Linked DNA regions of Anser cygnoides: region 1 is linked to region 2. Evidence: chromatin contacts called from public Hi-C data. All regions are on one chromosome and are shown on one strand. Each heading gives the region's core, a stretch centred on a gene start, on an enhancer-like site or on the middle of the called end of the contact. The rest is flanking DNA. Distances are from core to core; before and after follow the strand shown.

Evidence for each region. Hi-C and Micro-C count contacts between places; a contact is called where the count stands out from the background.
Region 1: a contact with region 2 is called in a Hi-C map of liver, with 1.8 times the contacts expected there. The contact joins the enhancer-like site here to the promoter of PPP4R1 in region 2. A contact is called at or near these places in 2 of 7 Hi-C or Micro-C datasets (both in liver).

What each region holds. Positions count from the first base shown.
Region 1 is chr2:109,469,404-109,476,207 of Taihu_goose_T2T_genome, forward strand. No RefSeq gene overlaps it. Among named protein-coding and RNA genes, the nearest start is that of NDUFV2, 12 kb to the left of the region's middle. Within about 2 kb of position 2,063, at least 2 of the 3 cell types and tissues checked have open chromatin away from gene starts, as enhancers often do. A contact at or near this core is called in liver, where this site is marked.
Region 2 is chr2:109,247,163-109,254,105 of Taihu_goose_T2T_genome, forward strand. PPP4R1 (protein phosphatase 4 regulatory subunit 1) reads left to right here and starts at 1,797. Exons shown (of 20, transcript XM_048077066.2): 1 at 1,797-1,947; 2 at 2,626-2,670. The coding sequence starts at 1,815.

The DNA.
Region 1 (6,804 bases), core at 813-3,312, 220 kb after region 2:
AAACCCAGGCATGATTTAAACTCTCCCATCTTAATCAAAGTAGTGCCCTTGAACTCACCTGCTGTCCCTGTTTACTGCCTCATCATCCTTTTTCTTTTAATCTCTCAGCACACTTCACAAAGAGTTTACAATTGCTATCTGGTGTTCCATCAAAAACCCACTTTAATGCAGCCTCTGCCCTTGTACTTCCCTGACACCTAAGCCTATTATTTATTTCAATAACTATCACTTTCTTTTCTCTGCCCTGAGTAAAAGCCTTAGTGATTTCAATCTCTCTCCTTTCACAGCCATCCAGAATATTGCTGCAAATGCTGCTTTTCCAAATTTGGCCACAAAACTCCTGTGATTACTTCCCTTTATATTTCAATGACTTCTTTTCACTTCCAGGGCCTCTCTCTCCTTATAGAGCTGCATTAGTAACATTTTGATTTCTACTATTCAATCCCCATAATTACTGTGATTCAACTGTACAACAGCTATTTCTGTGTCAGAAGCTGGATGACAACAGGAGCTATGGGACCAACAAACGCACCAGGTACCACCTTGCAGCATAGACCCCGCCTGACAAAATCCATGGTCTGGTCTGCGCTACGCTGCTAACCGATACTCCTCAAAGATAGGCAGGACCAAACCTTGACACTAACTCATCAACAGAAATGCCCGTCTCCACCACAGGTGTTGCCATACAGAAGAACGCTCTCTCCATCCTGGACGTCGCCCTCATGCAGGGTGACAAGAGATCGCTTGGCTTTGAATTGCCAGCTGACGTTTGCTGTGAATTCAGCCACCTCAGCTGCAGGCTGGTCCTATATATATGAATATCTAAAATACCATTTCCATTCCTTGTTACAGTTCTTCTTTGCACTGATATCTAAAAAACCAAGGGTAACAGTTAAGGCTGCTGGAATTGATACCAGCCATGCTGATGAATACTGTTGTGACATTTCCTTGTGCTTCCCCATCTGTCCCATATGTACTTCTGTCCTCACTTGTTTAATACTTAGATTTAACCTGCTGGGAACAAAGATTGGAGTTAAGAGGGGCCTTATTCAGAGAAACCATCCTGGTGACAAAAGTAGTTCTGACCATATACATAGATCCTTGCAGAAATTGTGTCTATTGGAAATTACTGTTAAAAGGCTTGGGTGGAAGAGTGGTATAAAGGAAAGGGAGGAAAGGGGAACCAAATCCCAGTCCTATTGCAGGTTCGTTCTCCTCTCTCACAGTTTTTCATCCATTTGTGGTGTGGATGATTCTGAAGTGCCAAATGTAATATTTATAATCTCAAAATCTGCTCAAATCAGTAGACGTTCAGCACTTCAAATGCTGTCTTCTCTATTTTGCATGATCTAACTGCAATTGGTGTTAAGATATTCCTATTTATTCTGGAAATACAAAATGTGTTACTTTGCTCTTAATCTGCATAGACTGGAACCATCTGCTGTGATTCACAGTTGAAGAACAAGAGCTTATAAATTCTGTCTAGTACTTATACCCAGCCCTCATTAAACAAATAATCACTCCTGCTAACAAGTTGTAAGTCAGACAAGTGTCCAATTACAATCTTACGTTTAAGCATGTGATTGATGCAGTCCCTTTAAAACAAAGCAAAATCAAGCAATGGCAAAAACAAACACAGTTGAATGAACTTTTATCTTTTGCTTCCACCTGATGGTCAGAAAGGCAGCTTTTAGTGGCTCAGGTAGAGGATGAGTGAAGGTTGTCCTCAGGTGTACCAGTGGCTCTGACTCCCGTGTTGTGGAAAAGGTGATTTGACAAAAGAAAGAAATGATCAGCGAGTTTGCCTCCAGAATAGCAGAAAACAAGAATCAGCAGGAACAGTTGTGCAGTAAGAAGACCTAATTGTGAAATATATTTTGTTTGCATTGTACCCAGGTATAGAATCATAGAACAGAATCAGAGAATCATTTAAGGTTGGAAAAGACCTCCAGGATCATCTGGTCCAACCATCCCCCTACCACCAATGTCACCCACTAAACCACGTCCCTAAGCACCACGTTCAGCCTTTCCTTGAACACCCCCAGGGATGATGACTCCACCACCTCCCTGGGAAACCCATTCCAATGCCTAAGCACTCTTTCTGAGAAGAAATTAATGAAGAAATATGCCACAAGCCTGCTTGATTTAAATGAGGAACATGAGGCATCCCATTTGCCTTGCACCCAGACATACGAGACTGTTTGATTTAGGTAGCAAGTGAAACATTGCGTAATATCTGTTTAACATACAGTTGCACAAAAATAGTAGAGCTAAGATAGCTGTGTCCAGTCTGTAAAAATTTGACGGAATCAGATGGCTAGCATGCAGTTTGCAAAAGCGTAGCACCCATCTGAAGTCGCTGCCTGGAATGGCGCTCGGAAGAGTCTAAAGCCTGTCTGACAAGCCAGAACAGACTGGGCCTGACCTACGGAAAGAGGAAGTAAAGCTTTTCACCAGACTGGTCTTGATCCGTGGGGAAACCACATGTAAATACCCATGTAAACACCGAAGGGGCTTGGGGAAGGGAGAATATGCCCCTGTTGGTTCTGGCTTCCCTTTGTGGAGAGCTCTTGAAGTGATCCACCTCAGCGCTGGAGACCAAGAACTGTCAAATGATGCAGCCATCAGAAACCTCGATGCAGCATCAGTCTCGTGGTGTTGTAAACCTAAGGCTTGACTAGTATGTTTAACTACTGCTTGTCTTTTGGTTTTTAACAGATGGATTGCCTACAGGGTGAGCACAAATGGGCACCTGCTTGTAGTATTGACTCTCTCAGCCCCTCCAAACTCTCCCTTCATGGTGGTTTCCAGGTCCCTAACAAGAGCAGCTCCCACAGCTGGCAAAAAGCAGCTGCTGCTATTGACACCAGCTTACAAAGCTTTGCAGAGGCCAAAAATAAATTCCTGCCAGGAGGAATAAAACTGCCCAGAAGCCAAAGACAGGAAAAGGATATCTGCAAATCCAATCGACCAGTTATCCTGTGCAGGTAGATAATGAAGCGCTTTTGATTCATGCACTGTACACTAAGTATTCTCTTTGGTTTGGGATGTTTAAGGTAGATAGGTAAAATTATATCCTGCCCTTCATCCGTGCCCAGTGTTTGTCATCCTCGGGCAATCAAACTGCTGATTTGGTCTTGGTCTTAAATCCTGCCAGACTGTACCAGAGGGGAATTTGCTCCTGTCTGATAGGTACATAGATTTTGTTTCTGTCCTAAATAAGTAAGTTAGAGAAAGAAATAAGAGCAGCAAGGCTCAATGTGTTAGAGCAGATTTGAATCTTTATTTAGCTTTTTTTCCATGATGCAAGTCTTTCTTCAGCCCACTATCTACCCTTATGTCTCCCAGAACATATTTTGAATGATGATGCACACTTTCTGGAACTGTTTACTCAACTTATTTGTCATATTTGCGCAACATTTTACAAACAAGATAGGTCAAATTTTTTCCTGTTGACATAATTCAACAGACTTCACTTAGGTTTGGCTAGAAGGAATTTGGTCCAATTAGTTTTGTTTACAGATTTATTCAAAATTAGGAAATGCTTTTAAATGCTAGGTCTGCACCTAGCTTTCTGATTGGCTGACCTTATGATGGGAAAATACCAAGGCCCACTTTTTGCTTGTGAAAAATGCCATTTATGAATAAATGTAGGAAACTTCCAGCTCCTTATGGTGAGGTTTTTATTGTATGTTCTGTATAAAATCTTTCAATCAAAGCTTTCCAAGGAAGAGTTCTTTCCCCCATCCTTTTAAGAAAGCAGGTTTCCCCACGATCACAGTGGTATGGCTTCTAGAGGGAGCAATAAACCAGTATCTAAACTGTTGAAAGGAAAAACCACAGACCTTCTCAATGAATTCAATCTGCACTCAGCTTAAAGATGTCAACTTTTCCTGTCTTTAAATACAGGATGTGACAGAAGTTTTAGCAGAAGGGGATGGTACAACAGTGCTGTAACTCTCTGAATGCTCCAAAGTGATTTAAATGGTTTAAGTTATAGGCAGATCTCAGTCCCAGACCTCGTCAGAACTGGGCAGGTGTAAAACTATCTTAAAATCTAAGGGTCTTGTAAGACCTCATAAAATGATTATAACACAGCATGAAATCTCACCTTGGCACTTTGTATCATTGTATTTCTCATGTCTCATTTTGAATATAACACTTTCTTTTGTGTCTGGAAAGGCCTGAGATACTGGGCTTTATCTTCACAGCATTTTTATGATTGGATAAACTTTAGGCTAGTTTGGTTCTAAAGGTCTGAGCCTTTATGTCTGAGCCTTCAGAGGAGAAGATTTTAAAAACATTCTCAGCTCCTTTTATCATATATAGTACAAGTAGCATGTTTGGTTAGGCAGCCCTCATATCTGATTAACAAGTGTGAAACTTCTCCCCTGTGTGTAATATTGCACCATCATATTTGTACACAGCAATACTTTTATAACTGGGTGAAGACATATCACAGAATCACAAAATGGTTGAGGTTGGAAGGGACCTTTGAAGATCATCGAGTCCAACCCCCCTGCCAAGCAGGATCACCTAGAGCACATTGTGCAGGATGACATCCAGGTGGGTTTTGAATATCTCCAGAGAAGGAGACTCCACAACCTCTCAGGGCAACCTGTCCCAGTGCTCTGTCCCCCTCACAGTAAAGAAGTGCCCTCTCATATTCAGCCGGAACCTCCTGTGCTTCAGTTTGTGCCCATTGCCTCTCATCCTGTCACTGGGCACCACTGAAAAGAGACTGTCTCCGTCCTCTTGACATCCTCCCTTCAGATATTTGTACACGTTGATAAAATTTCCTCTCAGTCTTCTCCAAGCTAAACAGGCCACACTCTCTCAGCTTCTCCTCATATGAGATGATTCAGTCCCCTAATCATCTTAGTAGCCCTCCTCTGGACTCGCTCCAGTATCTCCATGTCCCTCTTGTACTGGGGAGCCCGGAACTGGACACAATACTCCAGGTGTGGCCTCACCAGTGCTGAGCAGAGGGGGAGGATCACCTCCCTCGACCTGCCAGCAACACTCTTCTGAATGCAGCCCAGGACACCGCTGGCCTTCTTGGCCACAAGGGCACACTGCTGGCTCACGGTCAGCCTGCTGTCCGCCAGGACCCACAGCTCCTTCTCCACAGGACTGCTTTCCAGCAGGTCTGCTCCCAGCCTGTACTGGTGCTTGGGGTTATTTTGCCCTAAGTGCAGCACCCTGCATTTGTCTTTGTTGAAATTCATGAAGTTCCTCACTGCCCAATGCTCCAGCCTGTCGAGGTCCCTCTGAATGGCAGCACAGGCCCTGTACAGATAGTACAGCTACATGCAGATACTTGTCTGGAACAGTCCTGGTTACACAGCTAGCCATCCATGTATTACATGGGAATTCTATAAACTGGTGCGCATTTTTTTCCAAACAAGGAGCTGAACGATATTAGGATAATTGTTACTGTTTTACTTGAAGAGGTAGATGATGCACTGGCCTTCTCAGCTGGCAGTACTGTTACGAGCAGTACTGTCAGGCAGCATCTAAAATGATCAAGGGGCTGGTTCAAGATGGAAAGAGTAACCTTTTTGAGAAATGTGTATAAAAATGCAGAACTTACTGCCATGCAGAATCATCAATGCCAAAATAACACGCATGTTGAAAAAGGCAAATGAGACAAATCCTTGGAAAGAAGAAGAAATACACTGTAGGCTGGTAAGCACAAATGTCACTTCTGGGCTCGCAAGTGCCTGAGCTTCAGGCTGTTAGGAACCGGGAGGATTTGCCATCTGTATTTGCCCTAGTGCAATGTGTCCCAGGCTCTACTACTGGTCGCTGTTGGACCATGTGAATCTTTGGTATGGACTCCTGCAGCCACTCCTATAGTCATATGTTATGTCTCTAACATGCAAGTGCAAAGCAGAGGCCTAGGCTGATACAGTAATTTAACAGGCAAAATTGTAAACATTGAATCCCACTTAGGATTTTCATTAAGATGTCCAGTTCCCTTCAAAAACAACAAGAGGGAAACTTTTAAAAGCCTTGAGGTTGCTGTTTCTTAAAAGATTGGGCTTGAGACCTGAAGAAAGTGCATGTGCTTGGAAAGCTGGCATTCGTAAGACTGCACTATTAGCTAGTAACAGATGTTACCTCTTCTTGGAGGCAATACACCTTACCTCTCGTTTCTTTATGGTGAAGAACACTGCATTTAAAACAAGATTTAATCAACAGCTACCTTAAGAACGTCTTGGTGAAGACTTGCCTGATTGACTCAGCCTGCCGTCTTATTTTAAAATGAAAGGATGAAGTAAATAGCAGGCTTTAGTGTGAGATAAATGGTCACACCGAGCGAACTGCTGGTTTCTCAGAGCCAATATCTTGCTTTGTCACAGCTTCTCTCTCCATCCTGTGATCTTTGGCATAGCAACAGAAGTAGTAGTGTTGCACCTGTGAATTTTAAAGGCCAAATCGATAGGAGACATACTACTAAAATTCAGAACATTCATCAGAGTGTGCACAAATATGCCAGTAGCATCCTGAAACCTTTTAAAGTAGCAGAGCTGGCTAGCTTTTGATACAGGGTTTATCTTGTGCGTGGAAGGATCGCTCCACAGCCTTGTTATTTAGTGCCACCCAGTGGACATTTATGTCAATTGCTCAGGTCTCTGGTTATCTCCACAAGATGACAAATTTGAATACACCAGACAAGAGCTAAACTGGAGCCTTAGCTGACAGCCATCTTCATCATTAATTTAACCCCAGCGACTGAGCTTTGCGCTGAAGTGGAGGGACGAGGACAGGTTTTTTTAATTAATTAATTAATTTTTTTAA
Region 2 (6,943 bases), core at 547-3,046:
AGCTTGAAGCCAAATCAAAGTGATTTTTCTCCATGTGCATGTCACTGTACGAGCCAAAGGTTTTGCCACAGCTTCTGTTCACAGAGGAAGAGACCTTTCCCAATGACAGCTAGCAGTGGTACCAGGACCAAGGGCATCTGAGAAGCTGTCTAATATTCTAGGGCTAACTTGTAACAAAAAATTGCCATTCTTGAACGGTTGCAATTTGTCTTGCAAGGTTAAATCACTCTGATCCTTGTTATCTGTGCTATTTACATCCCACACACTCCTGCCTACAGAGAAAATCACTAATCACTGCTTGAGAAGATCACATGCATATAGGAAGATCCAAAATTAATTTATATGAATTTATGTTAAATATGATCTCTTGCAATCATTTACCTTGCTTTCTTGCATAAATTGTACACTGATGATAATTAAAACTATTAATATACTCTTAAGAGCAGTAATTCCGATATATTCCAAATTATAAACCCAGTTGCAGCATATGTATCTCATTCAGTTTGATTTCTCATTCTGATAATAATAGTCAAGACAGTTTTGCTGCGCTCAGACCACTGTAAGCTAGTGTGCATTAGCACCTTTTTATAGAGTTGGAAAGAGAAACCAAAGCCCTTGATTCTTTCAGTAAAACCAAGCACATAGCATTTTGAGGCTATTGCTGTTGACTTCAGAAGACGCAAAACTGAGCCTTGACTGTGGTGAAGAATGTAAAGCAGAGAGGAAAGAAACCTCCTTGAAAATAACTTGCAGTGATAAGAGATAATAAAAATTTGGTCTTCAAGCGTGGTCTGTTTTTCTGTTCTAGGTCGACTGCTATTACATCCAGCATTGCTAGCTATTTGCACTGTCAAATATTTCCCCTGAATCTTCTCTTCGATTACTCTGGCAGAGAATATCACGGTTCATATAACATGCTCATGGTGGATTTCTTTGATTTACTCAGATTTTGAGGTCCTATATCTGAATAAAAGCAAGTGTTGCATGATCAGTATCCAGTAGGCCCGAGTGATTTCTCTAAAGATTGAATGTATATGAAACAGGGCAGAGCTCATCCTAAAGGAGTGTAAAGAAAAGAGATGTTTGCGTTTTAAAATATTGCACATTTTCAGCCACAATGGCAAAGAAAAGGAAAAACTCTAGATATTTATTCCTTATGTGACTTATCAAAAAAAAAAAAAAAAAAGCAGCAGTAGTATGATGTTAAAAAACAGCTTACGAGGCGAGGCGTACTGTCAAACATTAAGTTAAAAACTGAGCAACCAAAACTGCATCCTATTTGGAAAAACTGGGCAAAAATAACTTATTTTGCTCTTTCGTGCAGTAACAACACCACTGATGATTACAGAGATAAAAATAAGACTGGGGAACAGATAAGACTTCCTGGTAACATCAGTATCCATAATGTTTTTTTCTTTATCGAGCGTTCTGGGTACTAACTAATTAGAACATTTGTTTTACCCAACATTTTTCGGCTTCCCATGTACAGCGGAAAATCTATCTGAACAGTTACAAGCAGCGACGACCAACGCCAGCACTGACTGTGAGGCACAGCCAGCAGACGCGGAAAAGGAGGGATACCTTTATGTGTACGTGCAACTAAGTTTTGTAAAGTTCAAACAGCAGCAGCGTAGGGAACTCGCCGTGCTTTTAAGCCACGGGTGCCCAGCTGCTGCAGCTCGGCGAGGCCCCCACCTGCAGTCTACCCGAGGAGGGTGCCTGTGTGTGCGCGGGGGTGTGCTGGTGGCAGGGCCACCTCCTGGGGACGTTCCCTCTGGGTGACCTCACAGAGGCCGAAGCAGGGACTTCCCGGCATGGAGCCTTCTCCCCGGACTTTGCCGTCCCAGCCACCTCAGGGACTCCTCTCCCCAGCAGCGACTCCACGAGGGCCAAAGCGAGACTTTTGGCGTCCCAGCCGCCCCGCTGCGCCCCGACCCCTCTCCGCAGGTAACCCCACAAGCGAGCACTCCCGGGCCCGGCCAGGTGAGCGGGCCGGGGCGCACGGCCGTACCCTCGCCGACCCGAGCCTCGCAGCCCGCGGGCAGGGCCGGGCGGCTCCGGGCGTGAGTCAGAGCGAGGGGCGGGGAGCGCGGCGCGGCCGTGTGCGAGCGAGGGAGCCCGGGAGCGAGCGCGGCTCCGCCGGGCGGAGGCGGGGGCAGCGTGTCCGGCCCAGACCCCTCCTCCCCGCCGCCTGCCTCCGCCCGCCCGCCCTCCCGCGCCGCTCTGCCGGGGACGCGGGGAGACGCCGCCGGGCCCGGAGCAGCGCCGGGGCCGCCCCCCTTCCTCCTCCTCCTCCTCCGCAGCCGCCGCCGCCGGCCCCGCTGCCCGGCTCCTTCCATGTAGCGCGGCGCCCCGCGGGGGCTGCAGCAAGATGGCGGGTAGGTAGCGCCCCCCTCCCCCTTTCCGCCGCCTCCCCGCGGAGGCTCCAGCCCTCCTCCTCCTCCTCCTCCTCCTCCTCCTCCTCCTCCTCCTCCTGCTGCTGCTGCTCTCCCCCGCCCCGGTTTCGGAAGCGCTTCCCGTCCGGGTGCGGGGGGCTGCGGGGTGGGGTCGGCAGGCGGGGTGTGTGGGTGTGTGTGTGTGTGTGTGTGTGTGTGCGCGGGGCTGACGGTGCGCGTGTCCCCGCAGATCTGTCGCTGCTCCAGGAGGACCTGCAGGAGGAGATCGACGGATGTGAGTGGGGTCGCGGCGGGAGGGATGGAGGAGAGAGAGGGAGGGAGGGAGGGATGGGAGGAGAAGCCGCGGCGCGGGGCTGCCGTGGGGCGAGGAAGTCGCTTCAAATGTGGATGCCCGGGGTGCATTGTGGGAGGAGGAGGAGGACAGGAGGAGGAGGAGGAGGAGGAGGAGGAGAGGCCATGCTCGGCGCTGCCCATGAAGCACGGCCGGGGCTGCGCGGGGCTCCGCCGGGCTCCCCCGCGGCAGCGCCGGGGTGCGTGGGGCGCCCGTTGGCGGCGGGTAACGGGCGGCGGGGGCAGCCCGCCGGGAGCTGTGGCGGCGCCCCGAGGGGCTGAGGAGGAGGAGGGAGGAAGGAGGAAGGGGAGGGGGTCGGGGTGGCGGTGGTCGTCGCCCCGCACGCCCATGGCCTCGGCCTGGGCAGCCTGTGGGGAGGAAGGCGCCGGATCCCCGTCGGGAGCATGTGGGTCGCCGGGCGGGTGGTGGGTTTGTTTGGCTCCCCCACCCTGCCTCTCAGGCCCCTTCGTCTATGAGAAAAGTGTGAGAAAAAGGGTGAGAAAAGGGTCTGGAGAGGAGTTGCGTGAGGGCGTGAGGCACAGGACGCGGTTCTGGCTCAAAACACAAATTCAGGGGTACTAGGGCTGGCGGGCGGCGTGTATAACGTTATCCAGGTGAGACGGCATCTGTTGGCGGTGTCAGCACCGAGGCAGCTTTGGCAGCACAATAAATATCAGGTAGGATGTGAAAATGGAGACAGCAGCCCTCTCTGAGGCGGTTCGTAACGCAGGCTCCTGCCTGGCAGCCTGCGGTGGGTGAGCAGACCCTTGCCACCGTCTGAAGGTACGTGTCTGCTGCACAGCCTGCTCACGGGGAGACCAGCTTGCGGGAGAAACCCCCTTTCTTCTTTTTTGTTTGGCTTAATTTTTATTTCTGGGGGTGTTATTTTAGCTTTTCAGAGCCTAACTGAACGTTTTACATCTCCTCAGTTTTGGGATCTGATGTTTAAAAGCTTTTTGTTGCGTGTTGCCTCACACAAAGAGAGAGCCTTTTTGCAAGGCTTCATTTTTTGTTCGCTTCTGGTTGCTGGGAATTCGGACTGATAGCAGAGCTGTTTGGAAACTTTGTGATTACAGGAGGACTTCCTTAGAAGTGACACACTTTGAAAAGAAAGCGCCTTCTTAAATTTCTGCTTAGGTTATGATTTTTCTCGACTGTAAGACAGGAGTTGGAGGAGGATATGACTGTAGTCATAGGAGAGATGATTCTGAATCTATGGTTTCCCTGGTGGTGGTTTGAATGTTAGTCTTGTCTTTAAAAAGGGAGAAACTATATGTGCTCGGATATATATGACTCAGTCCAGATGAGAGCATTCTGAAGGCAAGAGCCAGAGAAATCTAAAAACTTGAAACCTCATTAAAAATGACTGAGGTTTTGATGGAAGTAGATAAAAGTCAATAGCTCGATATTTCAGTGTTTTACTTAAAACAAACACAAGAGGAATCTGTATGAATCAATGTGCGCTGTCTGGACATAATTCAGTCACGTGATGTCTTTTATGGTTCTTAATTTTATATGGTTTTGTTCTTGCGAGGTGGGCGTGAGCTACCAAAAAGTGATGCAGAGTAGGGAGACTGTACATCCCTTGGGATGGTTTTTGTACCTGTTTGAAATAACTATATCTTGTATCCATGTACAACAGGTCTTAAGCCATTTGTGAAGGTTTTTGCAAGCGATGCATTATTTGGGATTACATTTCATGGTTGCAGGGATTAAAAAGACAGTTTCAAAAAAAAAAAAAAAAAAAACCAGAAACACCGTAAAAAGCCACAGTTTTTGCCTGGCTTTACCAATGCTGAACCCCACCCTATAGTACCTTACTGTAAATATCTCAAATGTTTACAGCTCTTCTGAGCAGAGGAGTTAGGTACTGGTTTAGAGGTGTATTCCTGCATGCTAGAATGCAATTGTGAGAAAATTGGGAGTGCTGGCAGCTTTTATGCGTGTGTGATTCTGGCAGCTGTGGTCCTGCTATTAAACGTGCTAAACAAGGAAAAAGAAGTGCATTGTACAAGAAGGCTGAGATGGGGCCAACTGATAGGCTATTGAGAAAAGCCAACTGGGTAGTTTTAGTCCTTGTGCTTCTGGCTGATCTGGTATCCACCAACAGCAAAACGTCTGTGAGGTTCAGTGGAAAAAAGCAGGAGGAGTGATACAAAATACAAGACTAGATAACGTGTTAAGATCTGGATTGGGCATCTGAAGCTGGGTCTTTGCTTAGGCCTATGGCTTGGCATGCTTCAGGAGGTTAGGCGTTCAGTTGTAGCTCATCAGCGAGTCTAGGTTTGATTCTGAATCACAAAAGTGTATTTTTTTATGGTGATAATTCATAACGTGAGTCACCGTTTTCTAATGCAGTAAAAGTATTACAGGAAATAAGGATGTGAAATCAATAAGGTAACAAATAGATAGCTTTTATTGGTCGGGTTGTAAAACGGTAGGAGGAAGTCCTGGAGTTGAGCAAACAACAATACGCAGTTACTGCTACAAATAATAAACTAAGCATCTGTACAGCTCTTCAGAGCTGACAACAGCTATTTTATGGTCTTGGTCTTTAAGGTCTCTAAAATGAAGTATTTTACCAGAAAACTGGCATTTAGTGAACAACTTGTACAACTCTACCTCTTGTGCCTGCTCATTGAATGCTGATTGACCTGAAATAGCAAACAATAAATTATTTTTATCTTTGCAGTACTGTTTCAATAGTTGCTTGTAAAATAAAGTTTACCTTTTCCTAAAGAGGACTTGATAAATATTTAATTTAACTGTAGCTTTACTAGATATCAGTAGAGAGTAGTAATCTGCCTTTGGGGTAGTGGAAGATCTTCAGGATATATGTGGAAAGCATCTATTTAGAAATTGCCTTTTGTTTATTTGTTTAAGAGGTCAGAGGGATTAAACAGGAGCTTTTATAAGAAAGGCTTTTAGAGAGTGGCTGACAAACCAGCTGGATTGACTTTTAAATAATTAATTTTGCCTTTAGTTTGCTTTTCTATTTTGAAAGCTTCGTCTTTTCTGCTCTTGGTTGCTTGGTAACCACAGGAAAGCTCAGATTTTTATTTTTCAGGTGAATGCGTACTTCACACCTGACAGGACATCACCCAGATGATTCCTTTAAGTAGTTGCAGAGCTTGGCAAGTGGTATTTCAGTGCTTTTAATTCCAGCTAATATTTTGCGTCTGTACGGGTAGCTCCTGATGTTAAAGGCTATGATAGTAATTAAAGACATTGTTTCTCCCATGGTCAGCCAGCGGCTTTTCCTTGTTTGGAAGTTTGAAGTTTAAGACAAAAAACCTCAGTGGATGTATTCTAGCAGGACGTACAGAAGTTTATAAAAGAAATTTAATTCCTAAATGGAAGTTCTTACTGTGGAAGCAGCCTTACTCTTAACTGTCGTCGTCACAGTGTCCAGCCCTCGCCCAGTTAGTAACATTTGGTTGCGTTTTGTCTGTGTGGAGGTGAACATAACAGAAATCCTAGCGTGATATCCATTAAGGTAAAAAAGGAGGGAAGAGAAATCCATGATGGCAAGACGGTGAAAACTCAGAGTGGAAGCCTGCAAGAAGATTCCCCATCCCATCTGGCCACTATGCAAAATAAGATAGCGGCTCAGTTTTAGCTGGGCAGTTACACTACTTGAACTATTGGTTTTGATTTTCCATCGGAAATCTTGTACAGTATGTGCAGAGAAGTCTGAAAATTTGGCTTTTGTTCACATACTTGTTTTGTGCATTCAAAATAGGAAGTGTAGTAAGCTAAGTGGAGAACAGGAAAGAAAATAACCAACACCAATGATTGAAAAGTAAACAAGAGTGTAGAACTATTTATTTTTGCTGATAAATAAAAAAACCTTTATAATTCCTCCTAGATGTATTCTACCTTCCTCCCTTCCCCATGGATGCTTCTGAAGATTGAACTGATCAGTCTGGATAGATGCAATCAAACATACCGTGATGCTTGCGCCTTTCAGTCTGCTCATCGATGTGTGCAGGCTGCGTGCTCTGAAAAAGAGAGCTATCTGTAACTAGAATTCAGGTTGTGAAACAGGATAGCTTTATTTCATTCAGGATTTTAATTGTGATTTAAATCGAGGGAGGAGAGAGATTCTGATTTAATAACTGGTTTTACTCTTTTGCATTTTTTTTTGGAAAAAGTTTATTCTCATTGATAACTGTCTGCTGCATTTACATATATGGCTTTTGGACTTCTGACAATC